Linked DNA regions of Mus musculus: all the other regions are linked to region 2. The links are chromatin contacts, called in public HiChIP or PLAC-seq and promoter capture Hi-C maps. All regions are on one chromosome and are shown on one strand. The core of a region is the stretch at or near the end of the contact, and the rest is flanking DNA. Distances in the headings are between cores, read along the strand shown. Region 1 holds the start of Slc2a2 (solute carrier family 2 (facilitated glucose transporter), member 2). Region 2 holds the start of Skil (SKI-like). Region 3 holds the start of Eif5a2 (eukaryotic translation initiation factor 5A2). Region 4 holds the start of Rpl22l1 (ribosomal protein L22 like 1). Region 5 holds the start of Dnajc19 (DnaJ heat shock protein family (Hsp40) member C19).

The links. Promoter capture Hi-C pulls out the DNA fragments that hold promoters and counts their contacts. HiChIP or PLAC-seq counts read pairs in DNA pulled down with a chosen protein or histone mark.
Region 1: a promoter capture Hi-C map of liver shows a contact between it and region 2, with 2.6 times the contacts expected there. The contact joins the promoter of Slc2a2 here to the promoter of Skil in region 2. A contact is called at or near these places in 2 of 39 promoter capture datasets (both in liver).
Region 3: a contact with region 2 is called in a promoter capture Hi-C map of pre-B cells, with 2.1 times the contacts expected there. The contact joins the promoter of Eif5a2 here to the promoter of Skil in region 2.
Region 4: an H3K27ac HiChIP or PLAC-seq map of thymic regulatory T cells shows a contact between it and region 2, with 14 times the contacts expected there. The contact joins the promoter of Rpl22l1 here to the promoter of Skil in region 2. A contact is called at or near these places in 7 of 39 promoter capture datasets (the 3T3-L1 cell line, 3T3-L1-derived adipocytes, hippocampal neurons and 2 more), 2 of 115 datasets of contacts at active chromatin or transcription factors (astrocytes and thymic regulatory T cells) and 2 of 9 other capture datasets (adipose tissue and liver).
Region 5: a promoter capture Hi-C map of pre-B cells shows a contact between it and region 2. The contact joins the promoter of Dnajc19 here to the promoter of Skil in region 2. A contact is called at or near these places in 3 of 39 promoter capture datasets (the 3T3-L1 cell line, liver and pre-B cells) and 1 of 9 other capture datasets (liver).

The regions. Positions count from the first base shown.
Region 1 is chr3:28,696,528-28,699,227 of GRCm38.p6, reverse strand. It overlaps Slc2a2 (solute carrier family 2 (facilitated glucose transporter), member 2), which reads right to left and starts at 1,325. Exons shown (of 11, transcript NM_031197.2): 1 at 1,197-1,325. The coding sequence starts at 1,211.
Region 2 is chr3:31,093,804-31,096,503 of GRCm38.p6, reverse strand. Skil (SKI-like) reads right to left here and starts at 1,446. Exons shown (of 7, transcript NM_001039090.2): 1 at 1,347-1,446.
Region 3 is chr3:28,779,910-28,782,609 of GRCm38.p6, reverse strand. Eif5a2 (eukaryotic translation initiation factor 5A2) reads right to left here and starts at 1,333. Exons shown (of 5, transcript NM_177586.6): 1 at 1,197-1,333; 2 at 394-594. The coding sequence starts at 558. 1700112D23Rik (RIKEN cDNA 1700112D23 gene) reads left to right here and starts at 1,488. Exons shown (of 3, transcript NR_166152.1): 1 at 1,488-1,639.
Region 4 is chr3:28,804,197-28,806,896 of GRCm38.p6, reverse strand. Rpl22l1 (ribosomal protein L22 like 1) reads right to left here and starts at 1,389. Exons shown (of 4, transcript NM_001347226.2): 1 at 1,354-1,389; 2 at 305-394; 3 at 39-160. The coding sequence starts at 1,362. Gm32950 (predicted gene, 32950) reads left to right here and starts at 1,546. Exons shown (of 3, transcript NR_166194.1): 1 at 1,546-1,635.
Region 5 is chr3:34,079,996-34,082,695 of GRCm38.p6, reverse strand. Dnajc19 (DnaJ heat shock protein family (Hsp40) member C19) reads left to right here and starts at 1,342. Exons shown (of 6, transcript NM_026332.4): 1 at 1,342-1,510; 2 at 2,414-2,465; 3 at 2,539-2,612. The coding sequence starts at 1,508.

The DNA of each region.
Region 1 (2,700 bases), core at 76-2,575, 2.4 Mb after region 2:
AGCTTTATCCTGAGCTATAGTACTCACAGAATCTCTATTTCTCGGTCATTCTTTAAATATGCATTGTACAAATACATAACTGACATTTAAACATTTGCCCTCTAAGCCTTCCTCATGTTGTCTTTTACTGACTCTGAGCTCCGAAGAGATCACTTCATTCACAGATCACTAAAAGAAAGCCCAGATTGCCCGTGTCATACACCAGGAGTCCTTATGTTAGCACAGTGTAGAAAACACAAAGGCCAATTGATCTAGTCCGAGTCTCAGCAGCACACACAGCATTAGAACCCACCCCCGAGCCTGGCTGATTCCACAATACGTGGTGTCCCTCACAAAAGAGCACTCCGCACAGCCTCACCAGGTCAGTGTACGAGAATCTTAACAGGGGTGAAGATTTATCAACGTCTACACCATTGCCGTATGCAGGGGTTGGGGAGAACTTGTAAGCGCAGAAGAATGACACATTCTTTTGAAGGTTTTATTTGAAAAAGCCTTCTATCTACAGAGACATTGAAATACCAGGAAAATGAAAACCCCACAGCCTTCACTTTGCTCCCCAGTAATTACCTAACACTCACCACATTGGTTTCTTAACGCGTATTGGTTTGGCTGAACCATTTAAAATTAAGCTGCAGGTTAATTGTGTCACCTCATTCCTAACGACTTCAACTGGTACTCTCCTTAAGAACAAAGGCAAAAATCCCTGTCTGATTGCAATGCTGTCACAGCCATGAATACAACACAGGCTATGCTAGTATTAGCTAAGAGTCAGCCCAAGGTCATAGTCCCCCAGATGGTGCTTCATCCGATCATTTCTTCTTCTTCCCATGGTCCAAGGTCGCCTGCAACAATCAGTTCTCAGTCTCTGAATCTAGAACTACCTTTCATTCCTGGACATTTTTTGAACATTCCAGATCCACTTTCATGATTTGAGTCCTGTTAACTTTCCCCAGATCGTGGGGGTGGTAGGTACATTCTTACAATAGCTATTCAAAACAGCAAATATCCTGAAAAGTCCGATTACTGAATAAGAACATGGAATTTGCTTAGTAGCCAAAAGGATTAGTAATTGACCAAGCAAAGAGGTAGCCTGGACCTGTGGTAACTGCATCCAGTGCCAGCGTATAAGTTCACTGCCTTAAATAGATTCCCAACCTCCTCAAAACCAAAGCCAAAGGACCCCAAGGTCGCTGTACCTTGTCTTCTGACATTGTGTGTGTGTGGAATTGTCCTCTTAATCCAGGTCCTGTACTGAATGTGGATGAATAGCTGACCAGCCAGAGTGCTCACTCTACCTGGTTATACATTGTAGGAGGAGGAGGAGCAAAGAGAGGTAGTTCTGACCTTTTTAACAGAAGCTGAGTATTGATGGTAATCCAATCAATACACCCTTTACCCCAATGACTTGTGGCTTGAGCACAGTAGCAGGTCTCATAAGTATAAGTTACAAACCAGAGACAGACCCATTTTCAGCCTGATAAGTGTGGCAGAAATGGGACAGGGACAGCTGAGAGGGGCAGCCTGTGGGGTCTTTTGTGGAAGCCGAGGCATGCAGTGGTGTCGGGAAGACAAAGTTGGGAGGGCACAGAGCAGTTTGTTCTGCAGAAAATTAGTTCTGTGGGCTCTGTGGCCACAGAGTGTGGCAGCATCGGTTATCTGTGTGAGGTGTGGAGGGATCTGCACTGGGGTTGGAATCACAGCATTTTAGTGAGGATGAACTTAAGCGAGTCAAACCCTGTGACTTTTCTGTGTCTTAGGTTTCTACTGTTTGATTTTTGGCCTGATAAAATAGGGAAGATAGCACACTCATTTTGTTTTGTTGAGGGGATTAAGGGAAATAACGTGATAAATGTTTGGCACAGAAAAAGTTCTCAGTAGATAGTGGCAATGTGCTTTCTACTGTTATTATTAAGTCAGTGTATCTCAAGATGAGAGTGCGGAGCCAGATGCGGTGGCGCACATCTATAATGCTCTAACTGGGGAGGCTGTGCATTGGAGACTCACTGGATCACATGAGAGTTGTAGGATAGCCTTGGCTACACATAGAGAGCCTGGTTGGGAGCCGTAGTGTGCTTGCTATAGCCTTGGCTTTCCAGTGAATTCTGCTTACGTGTCTTGACCCTGTTTCTTCCTAGGAATCCCCTGTGGCATCTGATACAAAAATACTGGGGGAGATACCAAAGTTTGGGTAGCTTCCCTGGGACTGCCAGCTGTGGTCACTGCCATCCACACAGTCCATCTGGATGGAGCCAGTTTACAGCAGAGGAAATGTAAGAACCGGTGGCCAAATGACAGGAACATGAAGGTCGGAAGGAAACTGGGTTTAATTAGTCTGACGTTTTCCCATCTCTTCTCATTCATTCATTCATCCATTCATTCATTCTCTGTCTCTCTCTCTCTGTCTGTCTCTCTGTATATGTGTTATATGTGTACTCCTCTGTGTGAAGGCCAGGAATCAGTATTGAGAGTCTTCCTCTATTACCCTATTATCCTGTCTCTATTTGCGACAGGACCTCAGAGACTCTGAAAGCCATACGTGTGGGCAAGCTGACAGGCCAACGGATCCACTCCAGTGCAGGGATTATAGGCACTGTCAGGCCATGCCTAGATTTTTGTTGTTTTTAATGTGTGTCCACATTTCTGTAAGGTGACAACACGGGAGGCAAACAACTAAGTTCAAAGCCCAAACTTCAGCAGAGC
Region 2 (2,700 bases), core at 197-2,696:
ATTAAATAATGCCTCTCCAAACAAGGACGAGTACACAAATTTAGAATACGAATAACCAAACCTCAGTACCAGAGGCTTTCTCAACTATGCATGCCATTTAAATTTTAAAAAACAATCCTTTCTCGTTAGAAAAAAAAAAAAAAAAAACCTGTAGTTTCTGGTCTCCCCACCCCCCAAGATACATGTTAATATACCTACCATATGCAACTAAACTTCAAGTACATTCATACATACTATCTTTTTGGAATGAAGAAGAAAAAAAAACTTTCCCTTTAAAAGGTTAGCGAATTTGCCTAATGGAAGCCAAAAGCTGTAAGACTCCACGCCTGGAAATCTCCATCCATGAGCAAGACTAATCCGGGACAAAAAGCACAAGGCAGACAGACCTCACAAAGAATGCAAATGGAGGCAGAGTGGCGAAAAAGAGTATTCATCCACTTCCCTCCCTGGAGAAAACCCAGTAAAAGCCGACAAATAAAAAGCTTTGCTTCTAAACTCCCAGCAATTTATGTTAACACAAACCCAGAGAATTATGGACGAAAGCCACCTAGCCACCGTACTGTGACTTTCGCCACTACAGGGACACCTCAGCCAAGGCGAGCCAAGGAAAAGGGCAGAAGGCATGACCTAGACCAGGGGCGCCCCCACAGCCCTGCGCACACGCAGAGACACCCACTCATCATCAACCCAAAGGACAGGGAAGCAGGGGACTCCCGGCGTCTGGTGAGGTGAGAGGGGGCAGAGGAAGTAGGAGTCCTCCCAACCCCCACCTCTGTGACTGGGATCACCCTAAGTGCCCTCCCCACATCGCCCCACTGCGGGGGCCGCCGGTGGAAATACCCCACGCCCCCGGCCCGCGGGAAGTTCTCTAGGGTTACCTAGGCGCCCCAGGGCTGCGCCTCCCCCCACTTGACCCACCCTGAGCCGTGGCACCCACAGGGGCGCGGGCAGGTTAGGCGCCAAGCCCGGAAGCCCGCGTCGCCGGACGCTTAGAGCTGGGGCCAGCCCGGGGCATCCCCGCCGAGCGCAGACGGCCGGGGGATGGCGGCGATGACCAGGGTCCAGGTCTCCTGGGTCCCGGCGGCTCGGGTCAAGTGCACCGCCATCCCCTCCCAGCTGACCCGTCCCAGAATCCGCGAGGCCTGTACACCCGTGGGACCCCCGCCGCGCGCCCTGTGCCCGCGACCCCGCCCGGGACCCCCACGCATCCCGGACGCCCCACTCAGGCCCTCCGCGCCCGGGCAGACCCCCGGGCTCTGTGCCCTCCCCATCACCCCCGCCGCCGCCGCCTCAGCGCCCCCAGAGGCCGCACGCCCCTCGCGTCCCCTCGCGACCTGCGGCCGCACCTGTGCCCGCCGTCGCCGTCGCCGTCGCTCGCCAGCCGCCTTCGCTGTGCCGGCGCCGCTCCGAACCCCACACACATCGCTACACACAGCCTCTGACGTCACCCGGCCCGCGGCCCGCCCACGTCACTGCGGAGACACGGCTTCCCGCAGACGCCGCCGCCGTCTCCGGCCGCCCGGGGGACAGCGAGGGCGGCGGGCGGGGGAGGGGAGGGAACGAAGCCAGCGGCGCCGCGCGGCCCCGCGCCAGCCAGCCCCTCGGGCGCGCGCGCCGTCTGGCCTATTGTGGCTCCCGGCGGGCTGCACACTGCAGGCTGCGCGCGCGTCCCCAGCCCCGACCGGGGCGCGCGCCTGGCGCCTCGGCCGCGCACGCGCGTGCTCCCGCTCCCCCGCCCCCCTCGCGCGTACCCCGCGCTGCTGGCCCGGCGCGCCGTCTGGGCGGCTGGCGCACGGCGCTGTCTGCGGTGCCCGGCTCAGACAGGATGTTCCCTCGGCCCCACCCCCGCCGCCCTCCTTCCTTCCTCGAGTCGCTCAGCCGGCTGTCTGGGGCCGCCCTCGCCACGCCCGCCGCCGTGTGGCGACGGGCCAGACCTGGGGGCGCCCTGGCCGCCGGGCCGCCGCGCTGCGAGGCGGGGGGGGTGAGAAGGGGGAGAGGGGGCAGGGCGCGGCGGGCTGCACTGTGCGCGACCCCGGCAGCTGGCCGCGCCCGAGGTCAGGCTCGGCCAGCAGCCCCCCTCAACCCCCGCGGCCGCAGCTGGCCGCCCGGCCCCGCCCCGGAGGTGGCCTGCGGGTGGCTCCCCGCCGCGACCCCCGGGCTGAGCCCGCCGCGCAGACGCCCCCGCGCTGCCACCGCCCCCCCCCCCGCAGCGCCACCACCTGCCCCCGTGCTCCCCGCTCCCAGTGTTGCCACCCTCCCCCCGCCCAGTGCCGACGTCGCGGGGCCTCTCGCCCCCGTGGGGCCTCCCGCCGCGGCCGCCCTGCCAGCTGCCGGTGAGCAGCCCCGCCTGGCCGCTCTGGGGTGGCCTGACCCGGCCGCCATCGCCCCAGAGTCCGCGGTTTGCGCACCGCGGGGACAGATCTTGCTGCCCCAGCTGCTCTTAGCCTCCATAAGTGACCCATTCTGATTCACTAAGCACTTTGGTTGGTGTTTTCGGGTGTGTTTTTTTCTTTCTTTCTTTCTTTTTAATTTTTCCAGAGACGGTAAGAGGTGGAGGAAGATAACCACTTTCGGCTGCCACCTCGAACCGCCGGCGGGGGTGGGTGAGGGGACTTCCTAGCCAACGTATCCAGGATAGCTCGAATATTCAACTCTGTGAAGCTAGCCCGTCATATTTCGAAACACCAAGAAATCCCCTTT
Region 3 (2,700 bases), core at 84-2,583, 2.3 Mb after region 2:
TCTTACTTTCTTTAAAAAAAGTTGCAGTGACACAGAACGAGATTCAGTAAGTACCCAAAACCCGAACAGTTTCATGGCATCAAAACTCAACACACCACACACGTCAGCAAGTCAATTAACAAGAGTCCACAGAAAGTGAAAACCAAGTCTCTTAGAATTAGAAGAACAGGCTTGTTTCTACTAAACACGGATTTAAAAAAGTTTTAGTTTCCAGTTAATGAAACATTCTAAGGGTCCGATTAAATGGAGAGCTTTACTGAGAGTAATGTCTGACCATTCAAGAGACTGAGGGGAAGGAAAAAAAGTTATTTTTCAATATAGAAACCTCACGATGTAGAATGGAACACGAATGATCTTAACGGTGAAGCCAAAAAATGACTTGGAAGGGCCTACCTTGGCATGACCATGCTTCCCAGTCTTGGAAGTTGACATCTCCACGATTTTGCATGGTCGCCCTTTGAGCACGACGAAGCCGTTTTTGCGCAGGGCTGAGCACTGCATAGGATAAGTGCTGGAAGCCCCTGCATCTCCAGTAGTGAAATCAATTTCGTCTGCCATGGTGGACTGGGGAGATGTGCGGTTTTTCTGAGGGAACTATGCGAAAAGTTTGTTTGCGTTTTAATAACCGGCATGCAGGCGGGGTTATGTCTCATTTTGAAGACAGGTAGCCGAGCATCACTAGCCCGTTATGTTTGCATTTATAGAACACCCACTCTGAGTGGAGTATACTTTGCCATTCAGGCCTCTGAAAACTTTTCCAGCCCTTGGTGGGAGGTGGGGAAAGGAGCCGCAGAAGAGCTCGCCGGAGAGTGAAGGCGACACCAGCGCCCAGCCGGCAGGTCCAGTCCCCACCACCCCACCGCAAGAAGTGCCCACGACCTTCCTGCGCCGGGATGCGGGGCCCGGCGCCTCCCTCCGTCCCATCCCCGCTGCCAAGGTATCAGCCAGGCCGCAGGTTCGGGGAAGACTGGGACAGGAGCACCCGGCCGGTTGCACCTGGCCCTCAGTGCGCCTAGGACCCGCAGCGGCGCCGCCCTGGCATCCCGGTTCGGCCCAGCGGTAAAGGGCCCTAGCTCCGGCGGTCCCGCGCTTGCCGCCCTCCAGTTCCCAAGCATCTCGGCTCCTCCCCTCGCCCGGACCCCAGCATCACCGGCTGCATCCCCCGCCGCCCCGCCGACCCGGCCCCAGGTCTTCACCTTCCGGCCCCGCACCGCACGCCTTTGCTGCGTCCGCCGGTCCCTGCGGCTGCGGCGGCGCTGGCGGCCGCGGCTGGTCCAGGAGACGGGGCGGGGCCGCCACGCTTCCCACACCCGGCTCCCCGCCCCGGCCCGCCCAGCCCGGGCCCGCCCCGCCGCGACCACACTTCCGGGATAGGCCCCGGCGCGCCACAGGCCCCGCCTCCAGGTCGCCCATTGGCTCGAAGCTTCCCGAGGTCCCGCCCCGTCACGTGAAGCTCGCCCTGGCAACCCCACGTGCTGCGGATTAGTGCACTTCCGGCGTGCAGAGCTGCCTGCAGTCGACTGTTTGAAGCTTCGCAGTGTTCCCGGGCGAGATGCATCCTCATCTTCAGTTCGGCGCCCAGTTGACCTTGGGGACGACTATTAGGACCAGGTAGCTTGCTCTGGGCCCTAGCACGCAGGTGCGTGGATGCTGTCACTTAATGGTCTTCAAACTCTCAAGTCCTGCTGATTTTGCAAGAGTCCCGAGTGTTGGTGGAGTGGAACTTTGATTCAAGCTTCTGGTACAGCTTGCAGCCCTCCTTGGGGCTGGAATCCGTGCTTGGAGCTCGAAGAGTGCTAGGTGTGGTATGCTATTTCATGATTCTGCATTGTAGATCCTCAGAGGACTCCAGACACTATGACGAGGTGCTGGTGAAGTCAGCAGTGTTCTCAGGGGCGGGAAATCCCATGTACCCGAGACTCTACGGTGACCTTTGATCTTCCTGGCATCGGTGTGCCCTAGAGTTTGAGGTTTTGTTTTTGTTTTTGTTGTTAAATGATTAAAGACAAAGATTCTCGAGAAGTGTGCTTTCCTTTCACAGTTTTATCATAGCTTCATCTCTCACCTTGGAAAGAATCAAGGTAATTAACTGACCACCCCACAACCCAGTTCATGTTGTTCAGTGATTTGGTATTGCTGTCCTATAAACAAATCTAGTCTCATAGTCACTTACACGTATATGCAGAACACATTTCATTTGTGTTGTCTAGAAGCAATAAGCACATGGCTTCCATAAAGTAAACTCTGCCTCTTGTTACAGAAAGAGCCGAATTAGGACCCCTGGCTTCTGAGTTCCCTCTGCTTTTCCCTATTGTTGTTGTTACTATTGCTCCTGCTAATACTTAAGTAAGAATTACATAGTGTACTGTTTCATCTCTATTATTAAATCTTGACTACTAAAGTTTTTGTTTAAACTAAGGTTAATGTTAGAATATATATGAAATAAGATTTAAGAGGCTTGAAAAAGGAAATCAGATGTACGATCACCTCCATTGTCAGGATATAGTAGAATATTATCACGTTCCAAAATTTTCTGTGCCTTTTGGTCATCAGCCCTCTTTTTCACCCCTACCTTACACCCAGCCAGACCTTCCCAACTATTAACAGTTACTCTTTTACTCCTCATTTTGAATTATGGGGAAAGGCTGGGCAGGACAATAAGGCAGGGTATAAGAGCCACTCATAATCAAAGTTGAAATC
Region 4 (2,700 bases), core at 140-2,639, 2.3 Mb after region 2:
GAGACATCCCACCACAACGTAAAAACAGAAGAACAGACCTTTTGGAGAACTGTTTCTCAGAAACAACTGTGATTTTATTCTTCAGGCGTTCAATGTGAACAACATTGCCAAGATTTCCAGTTTTTCCATTGACTTTAACCTTCTCCCGTAGAAACTGTTCCTATTTTCAAACAGAAAGAATGCAAAACTAGGGAAGGAAACCCTAGATGGTCACTAGGGAAGGTACCCTAGGAGCACAGCTTAGGTTAATATCAAGTACTACATTTAAATGCCAACAACTATGCAATCACAGTAAGACACTTACAAAATTTCCAGAGTCAAAAATTCCATCTTCTACTGGATGAGTAAGGTCCAAATGAAACCTCCAGGTGGACTTCTTAGGCTTCTTGTCTTTCTGCTAGACATAATTATGATGCCATTAAAGCAGTTTATTCAGCTTAGACACTGAATTCCCAAGAAAAAAATTACCAACTCAGCATACATCTGGTATAATGGGTTATACACAGACTTGACCAACACCTGAAGGAGCCTGTGCTCTATGTAAAGGTTACTCATTAGCTTGGTTTAAACCAATGTTTCAATTCCCATGAAACGTCATCATTTCCAGTTAAGTACCTTCCAAGTGTAAGCTTATTTTAGTAGAGAAATCTTGCTTGATTATGAAGAACTGCTTCCTACTGTAACTGATGTTATTTCCAATTTCAAATTAAAACACCCACCTGGGTGCTTTTCAAGTTTTATCTGAACTTAAAACACCATTTTTAGGGTAATGGGTCTCTTTATGCTTTATTGTAATTGGTCCAAACAGAGTCACCTAAATGGCTACCAATTAATAATACCTTCACCACCCTCCAATTATCGCAAACCCGGAACTGGCATTTGAGTGAATGACGGGGTGGACTCGCTCACTGCCGTGCAGTGAACAGGCAGTCCCGATGGGGCCATCAGACGTCACTCAGTTTTGAATCCTTACTCAGCAACCTTATTTTTAACAATTTTGGTTATAGTGACTTTCCAAATGTTTAAACCACGCTCTTCAAACTGCTAACGTCATTGCAACCGCGGACCTGGCCACTTAGGCTCTCTTCCGTTGACAGGGTGACCACAGGCCATGGAGAAACCCAGAGGCCCAGAGACCGACCGCGCCCGCCGATACTAAGCTAGTCGCGGGCCCGGCTCCCGCCGCGCAGGCCGCACGGCACTCACGGACGGCTCCGCAACCCGGATTCTATCGTCCCAGTCGAGCCGCCAGGCCGACTCTCTTCCCACCGCCTTCTCTCCTGCGGCGCTCCCGCTCGCTAGACGCAATAGCTACCTGTAATACCCGAGCCCCGCACACGCGCGCGCACTCACCGGCGCCATGTTGAGCTGCAGCCGTGGGAAGAGAACGGGCTTGCGCCGCACGCACGCTTTTATATAAAAACGTGCTGCGTCATACGCAGAGCGTGCGAAATACGCAACTCGGAACCGGATATGCACGGAGTGCTTGGCAGTCACCTAGGAAACGGAGGCGTGGCGTTGGGGGGCGGGGATGCCCTGGCGTTTGGTTTCCGCCTGCGTCTTCGAGTGGGAAGCCGGAGCCGACTGATTCTCTGCTCTGGCTGTGGACTTTGCAAACTTACAAACCAGAGTGGAGTAAGTTCAAGGGATGCAGGAGTTATCTGTTATAATTCAGGGCAAGGCAGACTCTCAATGTTGCTTTATGATCGTCTCTATTATGTTGCGATTATAGTCCTCCAGAGAAAAAGTTCTATGCTTTGCCTAGCTTTTAAGGTAGAGGATGTCCTTCTGAGAAGAACAAGTTGAGTACACTTTGGGTTTATTGGATAGGCATAATTTATTGTACTTTCTACTTACTGACTCACAATCTGCTGAAACCTAACTATCAATGTTTACAAAGTACACTAGGATGGACGTACCTTGATGACAGAAAGTAAAAAAGCATTTGAATTTTGAGCGGTTGTAATTGACGCCAGGTCAGAAAAGTGGTGAGGCTGTTGGTGTTCAGTAGTATACGTTTCTGTTAGTGTGAAACTCTAGTATTTAGGGACAGGAGATGGGATGGACTTTAGTTGTTGATTTGGAAAAGGCCCTAGAATGTAAGAGTTGTGTTCTATCCAAGCGATCGGTAATAGGCGTTAATACAGTGTAGGGTATGGTGCTAGTGGTGCTGAGGTTTTAGAAGAAATCAATTTCATTAAATTTTAAAATCTTTTTGCCTTAAGAATCACAAAAACTTTTCGTTCCAAATGTTCAGGCAGGGGCCAGGGTTGACATTTCTTCCTAAAGGGCTTCCTGTTCTGCAGATCAAAATGATCATTAGATATTTTGAAAATAGGCCATTAATTGACATTTAAAATTTTTGTTTTGCTTATCTTTGGCAACTTTCTGTGTCATAACAATAACCACTTAAGCCAATTATTTAAAGGAGATGAGAGACTCCCAGGACTCAAAGGGAGGAACCTTAGATGAAACACCCTACAGTAGGGAGAGGAACTTTTAGAGCCCACCTCCAGCAGGAATACAGGACAACAAGTGAGGGATGGGGTTGCCATCCCACAGTCACACCTCTGACCCATAATTGTTCCTGTCTGAAAGAATTACCTGGATGGAAATGGAGAGGAGCCTGAGGAAAAGAAGGTCCAGCTACAGACCCAAAGTGGGATCCAGCTCAAGGGGAGGCCCCAGGGCTATTACTGA
Region 5 (2,700 bases), core at 93-2,592, 3.0 Mb before region 2:
GTCGTCTGATCCCATTGTTTCTGGATGTGTGGTGAAGCAGAACCTTAGGATGGGGAATGTCGGACCTACCAGCAGAGATGAATGATGGCCAAGAAGCAAAGAAAGGGAGGAGCTAGAGACAAGAACCTGCTCCGCATAACTATGATTCAGCTACGTCCCCATCACCTCCCACCATCCACCAAGCCAAGAACCAACTGATCAATCCACTCATCTTCTTAGAGCCTTTCGATCCAGTTACCTTCCCAATACCCTACCTCTAACACATCCCTGCCATGAGTTCTTAACACACACACACAAACACACACACACACACACACACACACACACACACGAATCCATGCATGAGCCTCTGAGAGACAGCTCAGATTCAAAGCACGACAAGTGAAAGTCCAATCCTCACAGCATGCCTGGATTTCATGTCTGCCCACCTAGCCAGGAGAAAGGAATAAGTCTCTGCCTAGTTTCTGTACATCCATGCCCACAGACATGACACTCCCCACAGCTACACCACAGAAACAACCCATGAGAAACGGAAAGATAAGCAAAATATGATACATTCACACAATGGTCTTCTGACAACAAAGGGGAGAAGCTTGGGGAAGTAGCAGGCGAAGACTGGCAAGATTAACAGGAATTCATTGACAAAGAACAGCTACCTTAGTTTCTAGCTTCCCTTGGGGTCACATATGGCTTTTATATTCTCACAACTTACAGCCTTTATGCAAAAAGACAGCTCCTAGTCACTTTCCTTCTAGTCAAGTGCATTTGCCATGCTTAGGCCAAACAACCACATGCTGTGAGCAACACAGGTACAAGAAGCTCTTTTAATTACACAAATAGTAAGTCAGGCTAAAACAGGAGAGAAAAAATTCATGGTGAACACACAACAGGAGCTGTATTTTTAGTGAACAAATCTACATAGCCTGAAGCAGACATCAGGAAGGAAGATGGAAAAAAAAAAAAGACTGGAAAAAATCATTTTCCATATCGTTTCTGATGTTTATAGATCTAACTACGTTCCAAGCCAGAAGAAGAAAGATGTCTCTGCAGGCCATGAAGATCAGCCTTGTGGCTTCTTGACATCTACTGGCGACAGCCCAGGGTAGCAAAAGATGCACAGAAGACAAAATAAATGCCTCATGTGAAAAACAACGCTACTTCCACGGGGTGGGCGGAATAACCTATATAAAGCAAAGTTAGGGAGATAGGTTTTAGCGGGAAAGCCTGTTTTAGGGCCGGATATTGGACTTGCAAGTCAGGAATCCCGGGCAGAGGGCATGGCCAGTCCCGCCCCAGTCCGACCTCTCCGTCAACCGGAGTTGGTGAGGCCCTTTGTGCGGCACTTTGTGCGACAGTTCCGACGCACTTTACGGCGCCGCTGCCGTGTTGCGCGGCGCTAGTGGAAGTGGCGGCATCGCTGGCTCGGCCCTGTCGTTCTCCACAGCTGTACCGTGGCGGTGGGCTCGCGCTGGGATGAGCGCGCGGTGCCGAGCCGCGGAGTGGAGTCATGGTGAGTGGTCGGCGCTGACGGGCTCCGAAGGGGCGCTGGGCGGATACGGAGACTGACCTTTACTCCGGCCTCCGGTGGCTCCAGCTGACACCCCTTATCTGCTTGCAGGCAGGCACACGTTTGTGCCTCCTAGGAGGTCGGGCTGTTACCCCACTACCATCTCCGCACTCCTCCCCTCTTTACGGTGGAAATACCTTATGGGATCAGGGAGCCTTTGCAAGCACTGTTTCCAAATCCAGCAGAAATCTTATTTTCACCGGTCTTGTCTAAACTAGAAAGGGGTTCCAATGCCCAAGGGTTAAAGTTCTCTTCCATGGCTGAAAAATCACCATCTTACTGTTGTGGGTAAAGATGACTTACCCTTTTCTTCTTGGTGAAAATCCCATACTCTGACAATAAATTGTGGATAAAAATTGCAGTAGTTTAATTTTTTTTTTTTAAACAGGGTTTCACTTTGTAGTCCTGGAAGTCCCAGAACGTACAGAAATTCACCTGCCAATGTTTCCCAAGTCCGGGGACTAAATGCAAGCCGCCAATGTGCACCACGTCCAACTGCAGTAGTTTTAAAGACATATTTCTATTAGAAAAAAAAATGTTTCTTCCAGCAGACCCTGTGCTGCACTCTGTAAAGTCCCAGTTGCTTAGAGAGCTAGTCGCAAATTCGTGGGCAGCCTGGACAATTTTAGCAAGACTCCACCTCAGAATAAAAGTGTTGGAACTTTGAGAAAGGCTGGAGTTGTAGGCACCTTACCAGCATGAGACACACACTAGGTTCCATCCCTAATCCTGCCCCAAAAGGGAAAAAGAACCCACCTTTCACCAAAATGAAGGTCGTAATGAGTTTGGCTGCGGAATAGGTAGCAATTAAGAGTAGTAAAGACTTGCTCTTCTCCTCCATTACAGGCCAGCACAGTGGTAGCAGTCGGGTTGACCATTGCTGCTGCAGGATTTGCAGGTTTGTCTGTGGGTTGGGGGTGGAGCAGACTGGTTATGCATGGATTTGCTTATTCTGTTGCTTTTGGTTTTAGGCCGTTATGTTTTACAAGCCATGAAGCATGTGGAGCCTCAAGTAAAACAAGTTTTTCAGAGCCTACCAAAATCTGTAAGTGAACCTTCTTGCTAACTAACTTGCCTGTATTTGAAGCCTGGAGCTTGCCTGTAAGGTGAATTCCACAGGTCCATGGAGCTCA